Linked DNA regions of Mus musculus: region 2 is linked to region 1. The links are chromatin contacts, called in public Hi-C maps. All regions are on one chromosome and are shown on one strand. Each heading gives the region's core, a stretch centred on a gene start, on an enhancer-like site or on the middle of the called end of the contact. The rest is flanking DNA. Distances are from core to core; before and after follow the strand shown.

Region 1 (5,392 bases), core at 591-3,090:
AACGCAAAATTTCTCTTATCCACAAATTATTAACTTTTGTTCCTATAAATGGAGAATCATGGCAAGGTCTAAAAATCAGATAGATTCAAAGTGTAAGAATAAATGAGGGATTGAATGATCACCTAACTAGGATAGTCACAGTACACTCTCCAAGGCCAGGCTCAGAGAACATTACGAAGAGGCTCAGAAAGAATATATGAGTCAGGAGACCTGGAGAAGAACTGCAAAATACTACCCTTCGAGCCTAACACTGTCATTGCAAACATGGTCTCACAGCCACCACTGTGGCCCACACTGGGTCTGTATAGGACTGGGTCTATCAGCAGTTTTTCTTGAGTCAGTGAGAGAGTGGTTACACCCTACCTCTCCATGTTAGACTATTCAGTATCAATACATCCTAAGAGAGGGATATTCATTATCTCCAATCAGCATTGAAAGGTAAGCACATCAGACTCCAACTGATAGCTCCAAACTCGTGGACACACTTAGACTCTGGTTAAAGCCAGTGAGTAAGAATAGAAAGGAAAAGACGTGAATTGTGAAGTGGGCTTGTAAGAAGGAATGGGAGAAAAGGGTGGGATGAGAGTTAAGAGAATGTATTATATATGTATAAAATTGGGGAAAAAAATAAAGCAAAAAAACCTCAAAGTTGGGACTGAGGAGATCGCTCAGTGGGTTCCTTGTTTCACAAGCAAAAGAACTGTGTTTGGATTCCCAGAATCAACTTCTTAAAACTATAGTGCGATGCTGCAGCACACAAACCAGTTGGAGGTCTTCAGGTGCATTGAGAGTCTGTGATTCCTTAAGTAACATGGAGAGGGAGAGAGGAAGGTATTGGACATCAATATTTGGCATGTTCATGCACAGGCAGACATACTTCAGACACGCACACATGCTCACGTATGCACAAACATTCATCACATAAATATACCCCCATCCACAATTAAAAACACAATGTAAAGCTCAATACCTATTGGAATCTGGGCTTATGACTCTAGTCATATGTGAAATACATTCTTTCATTTTTTAAAAATAAACCAAATAAAGGCAGTAATATTATTTTTTTTACACATTACACATTAATTAGGACTCTACATAAAGCCAGAAACTTCATCTGGAGTCATGTCTTTATCAGTTAATCAGGAAGACAATGGATGCAGAGAACGGTAACCTGTCTCTGAACCATCACTTTTACTATTGCTCTGCACCAGGCACACCACGGTGGAGGTTCTCAAGGATGTCTGGTTGCCTCAAAAGCCAACCAACCCTGCTGCACTCTTTCCGATGAAGTTCAAGCTTCATGGAACAGCTTTAAAGCACAACCAAATTAACTTATGTAGATTTTCATTATGCACTTGCTATGTCAAGTATAACTCTAATTCAAATATATCACATCATAAAGCATTAGCTGAGGCTATACTTAGGAAAAACTGGTTTGTAGCTTAGTCACCCTTTAAGTAGTCTTTGTTAGGCTACAAATCCACTTGGGTCTCATCTGAGCATCCGGATATCTAAGAATGATATTGCAGTGCTTTTGATCCACTGTAAGACATATCAACTTTTATAGGCTAGCCTGGGAACTTTACCCCCTTGTGTATACAACATGCTTGTCTTTGTGAGAAAACGCCCCAAGTATGCCAAAAGCTCTCACAGATCAATTGCTGGCAATACAGTGTGCTCCTAGGTTGGGGTCCTAGCAGTTGTAGAACAAACTTACTAGAGATCTGGGAATCCACAGGGCTACATGAGCTGGACAAAAGGCGAGCCAGCTGAGAGCTATAAATAGCATGCCAAGTCACCCTAATAAGCTTCCTACCCACTGGGGCCTCTCCAACAGCTTTCGCTTTTGGAAACATGAAAGCAGCTGAAAGGATTGTTTTCCCGAGAGCTTTTTGGCTGCCCTGAGCATGTCAGGGGACTTTGCTGTTTCTAATTATCTCCCTTTATGTTCAGGCCGAGACTTGTTAATACAATAAAGTGGCGTTTCCAGGACACGCTCACAACGCTGAAACATTTCAAGGTGTTTTACAAGCAGAAGATCATGTTAAATCAAATCAAATAGCAATTAAAGATTAATACTGGTGTAAGAGAGCTGTTATCATGGTCCAGCAGGGGCCTCTGGGAGAGTTGAGGTTTCCTCCAAGCCGCTGTACTCTAGCTTCCACTCAGACTGCTTTGTGAGGATGGAATAGAGGGAAGAGTCTTGGCCTGAGTCTTGGGGCTCTAGAAAATCTATGTTGGAAAGCTATTAAAGGAAACTACAGATTATTTCTGATATTACAATTGGAGAAATTCCTAGAGGGAAAGGATGACCTTGTATCACCTCAATTAAAAACTAGAAGGTAATAAATAAAACAATTTAAAAAAAATAATGCACAGGATGAAAGGTATAAGGTACTTGGTGCTTTAACAAAAATATTCAGTTCCTGGTATCTAGCTGCTGTCTAATTTTCTTTGAACTTTATCTCTGCTATCTGCTTACCATGGAATGAAGTAAGTCCTTCAAAGATGTCTCTATGGAATACTGTGCATGATGAATGTATTTGGAAAGTGGGGTTTTGTGGATGAATGTAAGTTCACTATTAGAAGCTGAGATCATCCTGGATTTAGGATAAGCCCTAAATCGAATGTCTACATCCAAATATGAGACAGTATGGTAGAGAAGACTAAAGCACTGAACTTGGGGTCAAATACACCTGGGTAAAAGTTCTAATCCTCCAGTTGTATCCTAAGGGGTTAAATCTCTCTGAATTTCAGATCCTTTTCTTTCATATGTGATTTCAAAGGTTAGATTTGGGCCTGCAGAGATTGTTTGTAAGTGCACTTGTTGCTGTTCCAGAGAAGGTGATCATAGTTCCCAGCAGCACTATAGAGTGACCTATAATCACTTCTAACTCCAGTTACTAGGGCCATGATGCTCTCTGCTGACCTCAGCAGGCATCCACACATATATGGCAGATACATCAACAGTTACTCATACAAATCAATTAAACCAATAAAATAAATTTTACAAAAAGATTAAAGAAACCTTTATGTGTATTTGGCACAAGAACTCCATTTTACAACATCAGCATTCCTACTTAACAAATTAGGAGCTTGAGATGAAGGGAAGAGAAGTGTTGGGGTGGTGCTGGCAGCATCAGTGCTGAGCTTTGGATTTAGGGACTTCCAAGCAGGTGTTCACCAACACCTCGTTCTCTTTCGCAAGTCTCACTGCTGCACCAGCAGGGTCTCACCAAAACCGTTTACTGAATGAATGATAGGAAAATAATTCTACTCTTTTCAAGAATGAAGACACTTTAGAGTAGCACATACATTTGAATTTGTCTTTGTTCAGTTTGCAGGCTCTTCTGGAGACCTCTACATCCACATCTGATCCAGACTTCTCAAGTCTCAGCTGGTTTGAGGACCTGTGCATCTCAGGACGAGGAGTATGAAAACAAACATCTTCTGCCTAAACCATCATCTTTCAATTACAGATCACTCTGTCCATTTGGAAGTACTATCATTTAGATGCAAAGGTTTTTTGTTTGTTTGTTTGTTTGTTTGTTTGTTTTGTGGTTTTTTTTTCCTGCCTGGTGGTGGGTGGACCGGAAGTAAAATGCATTGGGAAAGAGGATATGGGAATTTCAGGATACATGGGAAGATTGAGACCTACTTAGAGGAAAGGAAAAGAATGGAAATATCAAATAGATCACACACTGTGCATCTAGTTCAAGTCCTTTCATTAAAGCATAATTCTAGAGGTTCTCACCTTATGGACCTAAGGCATTGAATGGTGGTTGGAATAAGGTGAAGGAGATTTGATGCAAATATTTAGTACTGATGAAAGTAAAGTACACACATCCATCAGTCACGCATTGGGAGGACATGCTCTTCTTTGCCATGTGGTAGATGCTGAAGATAGGAGATAAATCAAAGCCAATTGTGCATTGAAATAAGATGTTGTTACTAATGAGTCTCAACAGGGGAATCTGTGCTTTGGATTCAGTGTTCTGTAGTATTCTGTTGTTAGGTGTCCTAAATTTTAAAAGTTGGGGGATGTAATGTAAAGAAAGTTTTCAGGGAAAGGCATTGAATTAAACCTGGCATGGTAAAAGGAGTAAACAGGCAAAAGAGATGAAAGGAAACCAACCAACAAACAAAACACATCTATCATGAAGACCTTCAGGGAGAAAAGAGTGGAAGTCAATAACTGGAAGTAAAATAACTGCAAAAATTCACAGAAGACAAAAGGCTGAACCTGCAGCAATGCCAGCATGCAGTTAGATAACTGTGAAAATGTTCCCTTGTATCCACAAAGCCTGTACGAATGGAGTCCTTATTTGGGCCTTCAGCCTCCACAGGACCAACCTTGGCTGAAGTTTCCCTCTCTTCACTCAGCCCAACATTCTGCCTACACAGCCCTCTCCCACAGTGCTTTCAGATGGTTTTTGATTCACTCTGCCTTTAAGATCTCATCTGTTTCAGGAAGTGCCCCACACCATTCCCTCTTCCTTACACTCACTCCTTACTTACTTACTCACACCCAGCAGGAGAGGAAGACCCTTTTATATGTTACCAGGGCATGCACAGAACCCTCCATGTTATTTATCACAATGAGCTGTAAATCTCTGTGCTCCTGTCACCTTTCTTTCCCCAACAGAAAATAAATTTCCTGTGTATAAATTTCCCAGGGCCAGGAACTGGATTTGATATATCTTCTATCTCCAGCACCTACCACAGGACAACAAATAGAATATATGCTCCATGTGTGGCTCATGGATGCATGATGAATGAATGAATGAATGAATGCATGAACGAACAAAGAACTCCTTCCTTCAAAAGAGGAAAAACTTGGGTCTCTCACCACATGGTGGTGCTCCCAGGTAGTTCTCACAACTGGGATCTGGGTAAGCAAACTGAGCAATTTTTTTTTTCTTCTACAATGGGAGTAGCAAATAGGGAAGGTCCAAGTACCAGTGAACTTCAGAGATCCTTCCAGACATCATCTGGTAAGGGAGAGAATGGAACAAAACCTGCCTCAGAGGATTAAAGACAGAGAACTGGTTAGCTCTGTGGCCTGGGGTAGTCACTTATCACTGAAGGACAATGGTTGATTTCATTCATGCAAGCCCAGAGATAGCCATTATTAGCACTGGCCCTCACCTGGAGGGAACACAAGGATGAATAAGCAATACAGAACTCTGATCTCGTAGGAGGAAAAGAACCTTAATAATGCATAAATGAAGCTATCCAGAATTTTATTTGCTAACGTATTATTGCATATGTCCTATGTAAAACATGATTCAAAGCATTATCAATACAGGTCTAAGAGAATTAAATGCTGTTGTTCTCTGGTTCTGGAGAGGAGAGTGCCCAGTCACTCTACACTAACAATGATTTAAGAATG
Region 2 (5,990 bases), core at 2,005-4,504, 460 kb after region 1:
GGGCGGGTAGTTGAGATTTCAAAAGCAAAAGGAAACCCAGCCTACATCCTAATCTTTCTCTCTGCCTATGGATGAGGATATATCTCTCAGCCACTGCTTCAGCACCATATATACCACCATGCTCCTTGCCGAAATGATAATGGACTGAAGTTCTAAAAATGTAAGCAAATCACCAATTAAATGCTTTTCTTTATACAAAAGGGTGGTTTATGTCATAGTCTTTTATCAGCAATGGAACGGTGACTATGATACACACTTATATACCAGACAATATGCTGAGTGTCCTATATTGATTATCTTGGAGAATTCTTCGAATTAGCCTACTGAATGAACCCTTCATTCTTCACTTACTCTGTTAATATTGAGTTCAGAGATGCTGATGTATACTAATTCAAACAATGATCAAGTGGCAAATCCTAAATTAAAGTTCATCCTCCTAGTTACCATTGCATATTGTCTATTTTGGGTCAAATTATGTTCTTCCCCATACTTATTTTTCTACCATTTCAGTGGCCCATGTTGAAGTACAGCTTTAAAAGATTGAATGGGAAAATTCCACAGCAAATTATTTTACGAGTGCATTCTTTACTTTTCTTATTACTATGGCATAGTACTTGACAAAATCAACTTAAGGAAATAAGGGGTTATTCTGGCCTCAGATCTTTATAGAAGTGAAGCCATAGTTGCAGGAACATGAGGCATCTGGTTGTAATGCCACTGTAGTCAGGAAGTGGAGAGAGATGAAGTATGATGCTTAGTTCAATTTAAAAAAAAAATTTATCAAGTCTGGAGCTCCAACCTGTTGGATGGCGCCACTAATACTCAGATTCAGCCTTTCCTCCTCAACTAGACATAAAGATTTAAAGATCATTTATTTATTTATTTTATTAGTAAAATAAGGTGCTTTGAAAAGACCACTGCTAGGTAGTGGTGATACATGCCTTTAATTTAAGCACTAGGGAGGCAGAAGAAAGCAGATTTCTGATTTTAAGGACAACCTCTTCTGCAGAGTTAGTTCTTAGACATCCAGGGCTAAGCAGAGAAATCTTGCCTCAGAGAGACAGAGAGAGAGAGAGACAGAGACAGAGAGAGACAGAGACAGAGAGAAACAGAGAGAAGAGACTACATCAACATAGTTTTTTAAACTATGATGTGTCACTGTTATATTTATTTTACTATTAGTTACTGTTTTTAATCTTTTAATGTGCTTAGTATATTCATTAAATTTCTCATAGTTACATATGTGGAGGAAAGCAATTATTGTTACACATGGCTTCTGGTATCCACAAGGGCCTTAAAATGCATCTCTAGTAAGGGGAATAGTTTGCAGGCAATCCCCCAGAAGCTGATCTTCTTTGGAATCAGATCTTCGAAAATGAAATCAAGATAGAGTGAATTCATACTGAACTGAAGAAGACCTTACATGAAATAACTGATGTGTTAGTGAAAAAAAAAAAAGAGGAAGATTCAGGGACACAAACACATAGAGATGGTAGCCTTATGAAGACAGAAACAGAAGTTGATTGCAATAGCTATAAGTCAGAAGAATTCATGAGCTCTAGCAACCCCCAGAGGCAGGACAATACAAAGGAGTCTTCCCCAGGGCCATCCCTGTCAATAGTAGCTTCTGAACCCAAATGAATATATTTTTGAGCCTCTGAAAGAGGTCTGGGCCATCTTTGTGAGCACAGGAGACTTTATATGGGGCTATCACATTGTTGCTCTGTTTTGCTTCTAAGTTATTAGACTCCTGGTGTCATATGATTAAGGTGACTGGGTTTAGAATCAGCTCGGAGACTGAGGCACACCAAGAAGGGAAGAGTAACTGAGAATGAAAGACCCACCTTGAATGTAGAAGGCAACATCTTTTGGGTCAGGCCTCTAGACAAAATAAAGAAGAAGGAGAGAGGTGGTATAGTTCATGCATTGTGCTTCTGTGCATCTTGACCCTCAATGATGTGGGTCCTCCTCCACCACACCAGACTGAATCCTCTTAAACCCTGAGACAAAATAAATAATTCCTCCTGTAGGTTGCCATTGTTGTATATTTGAAAACAGTTACAATAAAAACCTAATCAATATGTCATGATTCTTCATGAAATTAAAAGACTCAGATGTGGTACTTGCATTTAATCTCAGCACCCAGTATGCTGAGACAGAATGATCAACAGTATAGTGACAGCTTGGGCTATACATTAAATTTGGGGCTAATTTATGTTATGTGAAACTCTGCCTCCAAAAATATTTTAATGAAATAAAAGAAATATCATGAAGTCCTTCAGTTGAATTATAAAGTGAAATTCCAAAGGGAACCAGCAAATCAAGTTCCATGTTGTCATGGGGATTTTCTAAAGCAAGAGATAAACACTGCTTAACCAGGTGGGCTTTCAGGAATCAGTTACTGCATAGCCATAGTGTTGATATCTGTAAAATGGGAGTAATTATATCCTGGAAATGAACAAAGTCATGAATGTTTAGTGTCCGTAGAAAGGGAAAGTTAAATATGTGTGATGTGATAGATTCTTAAAGATGGCTTCTTAAAAGTGGGCATGCCTTTGGAATGATGCTTGCAGTAGAAGAGAATCTATTGCTATTGGGGGACAGAAGGGAGGGGGCTCCAGAATGCCTCAGTAGGTTCTAATTGACATTATGTGGGAAGAGGGGTACTAGATAGGATATGGGAAGGTTAATCCAGAGCATTTGATGACCGGCCTCTATTCCCAGTGTGTACTGGGTTTTGGCTAGGTGCCAAAAGGGGAGGATACCCCAGAAGGCAGGAGCTGGTTGGGTATGCTTGCTCTGCTGGGGAGTTAAGCTGTACCTTACTATATTTAGATCCTGCCTCTGTCAAGCAAGAAGTCTTCCTGACAGGGCTCCAGTTTTTCATCTCTGAAAGGCCACTCATCCATGGAGCTTGGGGTTGGAGGGGAGAAGGGAGGGGGAGGAGGAGGAGGAGGGGATCTGGCTTCTCTCTGTACCTCTGAACAGATGGGATTAAACAGGGCCCTTCTACATCCCTAGCCAAGAGTCACAGTCCTTGGCAGTGATCCCAGGACACAGACAATGGGGACTGATGGCAGCTCCTTAGATATGGCTTGCCTGGGGCAGAAGGTTTCTTCTCAGGCTGAAAAAACTTTCTTCAGACTCAGAAAAGGGATTTGGAAGAGGGAAGTGGGTGGGGCATAGGAGGCAACCCCTGATAGTTTAGTTTAGAGAGAGAAAAAACAAACAAACTAGGACACAGCTTGTAGGAGCCCAGGCCAGTAGTCCTCCCATCTGACCTTTCTTAAGTCTCTGCCAGAACCATTGGCCAAGAAGGCAGGCAGAGCAGGCCAAGAATATAGTTGACTTAGGGCTAAAAGGAGGCCAGCATGGAAAATGAGTAGGAGGGGTGAGTGGAGGGAGTTGGGCTGTGGGTGGTACAAGTGGATGAAATCTGGCTTTCTGTGCTCGTGGGAAGCAGAGTCGGGGGGGAGGGGGCGGGGGTCATGAGCAGCAGTGATTGCTGTCTCCATCCACCGAACTGAAAAATGAACCTCGGAGGAAGTGCCTCTGCCCATGTGTCTCAGAGATAGAAGGGAGCAATCTGACTCCATGGAGGCTTTCAAAAGCACCCAACCCAAACTCCTGCAATTTGAAAGATAAATTTCAAAACCACCCTCAGAGGATCACAAAATGGACAATTCCTCCATTCATCTTCTGTTGACTCCATATTGCAATCTAAGCCCTGTTCATTCCCTGTAAGTCCTCAACTCCCTCCTTTCCTAAGTAGATGACTTACCTTGTCCTTCATTTAAAATTACATCCATCTGGCACAATTCCCCGTGACTACCTTCATCTCTATTTGAGAATGTGCTCAGCATAGTCCTGACAGATTGTAAACCCCTTCGGGGCAGGCGTCCTGTTGAATTCTCTGTGGGTGTGTCTCTAGGAGGAGTAGAAGGGAGGAGGGCAGGGGATGGAGTAAATGGAGACAGAGCTGTAAGCATGCAGAGAAGTGCGGCCTCATAACAAGAATGTACTTGGAGAAAACCAGAGATAACATAAAGCCGAGTTGGGGGCCGAGCTCAGTGATGTACGCATGTCTGATGGACCTATGAAGGGCAAGGACACAGGCACATGACTGGATTTAATGATAAAATTGCTTAGGGTCATAAAGGCTGCTTGCCACCTGCAAAACAACTTCTGTATAAATGTATTAAGTCAGCAATCTCCCTATTCTCTATTTAAATGTATCTGCCAGCCTCCAGCCACATTAATTTTTTGGATTTTATTTATTTGTGTTTTAGTTAGTTAGGGGTGTGTGTGTGTGTGTGTGTGTGTGTGTGTGTGTGATGCATAGTACATGCACACATGCTGTGGCACAGGTGTGGAGGTCAGAACACCTTACTTCAGTTGACAATTGGTCCTAGGGATCTAACTTAGGTAGTTACACTCAGTGGAAGGCATCTTCATCTACTGTGCCATCTTGCCAACCCCACGTATATTTCAATAAATATCAAAAATCAAATATGGCTTTTATACTATTTAGTTTCCCTAATGGTTTTATAAGCCTGATACTGTTTTCTTTGATATATTTTTATGTATGTATGTGCTGGCATATGAGTATGTGGGAGTACTTGCTTATGTGTGAATCTGTACAGGCCAGAGGTTGATACCAGGTGTTATTTTCAATCCCTTTCCAACACACCCCCCTCCTTTTTTTGAGATAGTGACTGTTACTGAATCTGGAGCTCAATGTCTGGGCTGGCCTGCATGTCCAACAAGCCTCTGGAATGTGCCAGTCTCCACATACTCAGTTCTGAAGCTATAGGTGTGCACAGCTGTGTCCAGTTTTTACATAGGTGTAGGGGATTTGAACTTAGGTCTTCATAGTTGCACAGCAAGCATTTTATCAACTAAGACATCTCCCAAACCCCTTCTATTTTTGTATACAATCCCTTCACTGTTCCTAGTCTGCATGTTATCTTTATTTTTCTCTCATCTGTTTTGGTCAATACACATACACCTAACTCATCTTTAGAAAACAACTAAATGACTCTTCCTGGAAAAGTACCAACAAGTTCCAACAAGCATTCAGGGTAGAACTAGACTTCTGTTTTATGCTATGTTAAATAGTCACCCAATAAATGGCCCTAATATTATATTCATGTACTATGTTATCTTATTTCTCTATGCTAGATTCTCTCAAGTAGGATTGCTATGTTAAGTGGATGCATTTTTAAAGTTTTATTGCATACCCTCTGCGTAATTTCCAAAAGTGTTCCAGGTACATATATATTTTCATACAATAAATGAATTTTTTTTTTCTTCCTACACTTTTACCCTCAACTAGATAGACTGTCTTTAGTTTTTAATGCACTGAACAGGTGAAATGTTAGTGGCTGATATTTTGGTTTTATTTCCATACCGGACAGAAGACCAATCTTGGTTTACACTGGTACTGGTTAACAGGATGATCTCTTTGGTGTTTTCCTGTACAGTTTCTTCTCTCTTCTCATCTGCACTTTCCATCCTTTGCTGTGATGCTCCAGTTGGTACTATCAATTTAAAGTATTTTTTGTATGATACACATAACATATTATACATATTGCATTTAATTTTATGTTTAGTATGATAGTTCTTTAATGGTATAAATGCAGTCTGGTGGGACTTTAATGGCCCAGGCCTACAGAGGAAGAGTCAAGAACCCCAGATACCTCATATGAGGCATCAGAGTTGGATCTTAACCTTCTGCCAACCTGGTGCCATAAAGTTGGCTGCCCCACCATCAGCCCTTAATTTTTCCCCCGTGGCAGTTACCATACTTCATTTCTTGTGTGACCTTATAAACACCCCCCAACTCTACAGCCCCTCGAATATGCAAATGAGGCATTTTCCACCACCCTGGCCTGACCAATGATAAAGAGCCACACAAACCTTTTCCCAGAGACACTGCCTACCTCTCCAGGGATATGAATGTCCCTCTCTGCTAAATAAAGAATTCTCAC

The links. A called contact is a pair of places that touch in the nucleus more often than the background predicts.
Region 2: a Hi-C map of uterus shows a contact between it and region 1. The contact joins two enhancer-like sites. A contact is called at or near these places in 2 of 484 Hi-C or Micro-C datasets (both in uterus) and 1 of 115 datasets of contacts at active chromatin or transcription factors (astrocytes).

Annotation. Positions count from the first base shown.
Region 1 is chr4:66,023,726-66,029,117 of GRCm38.p6, forward strand. All of the region lies in intron 5 of Astn2 (astrotactin 2), which reads right to left. Among named protein-coding and RNA genes, the nearest start is that of Astn2, 380 kb to the right of the region's middle. Within about 2 kb of position 1,841, at least 88 of the 459 cell types and tissues checked have an H3K27ac peak or open chromatin away from gene starts, as enhancers often do. A contact at or near this core is called in uterus, where this site is marked.
Region 2 is chr4:66,479,832-66,485,821 of GRCm38.p6, forward strand. No RefSeq gene overlaps it. Among named protein-coding and RNA genes, the nearest start is that of Gm25480, 61 kb to the right of the region's middle. Within about 2 kb of position 3,255, at least 51 of the 459 cell types and tissues checked have an H3K27ac peak or open chromatin away from gene starts, as enhancers often do. A contact at or near this core is called in uterus, where this site is marked.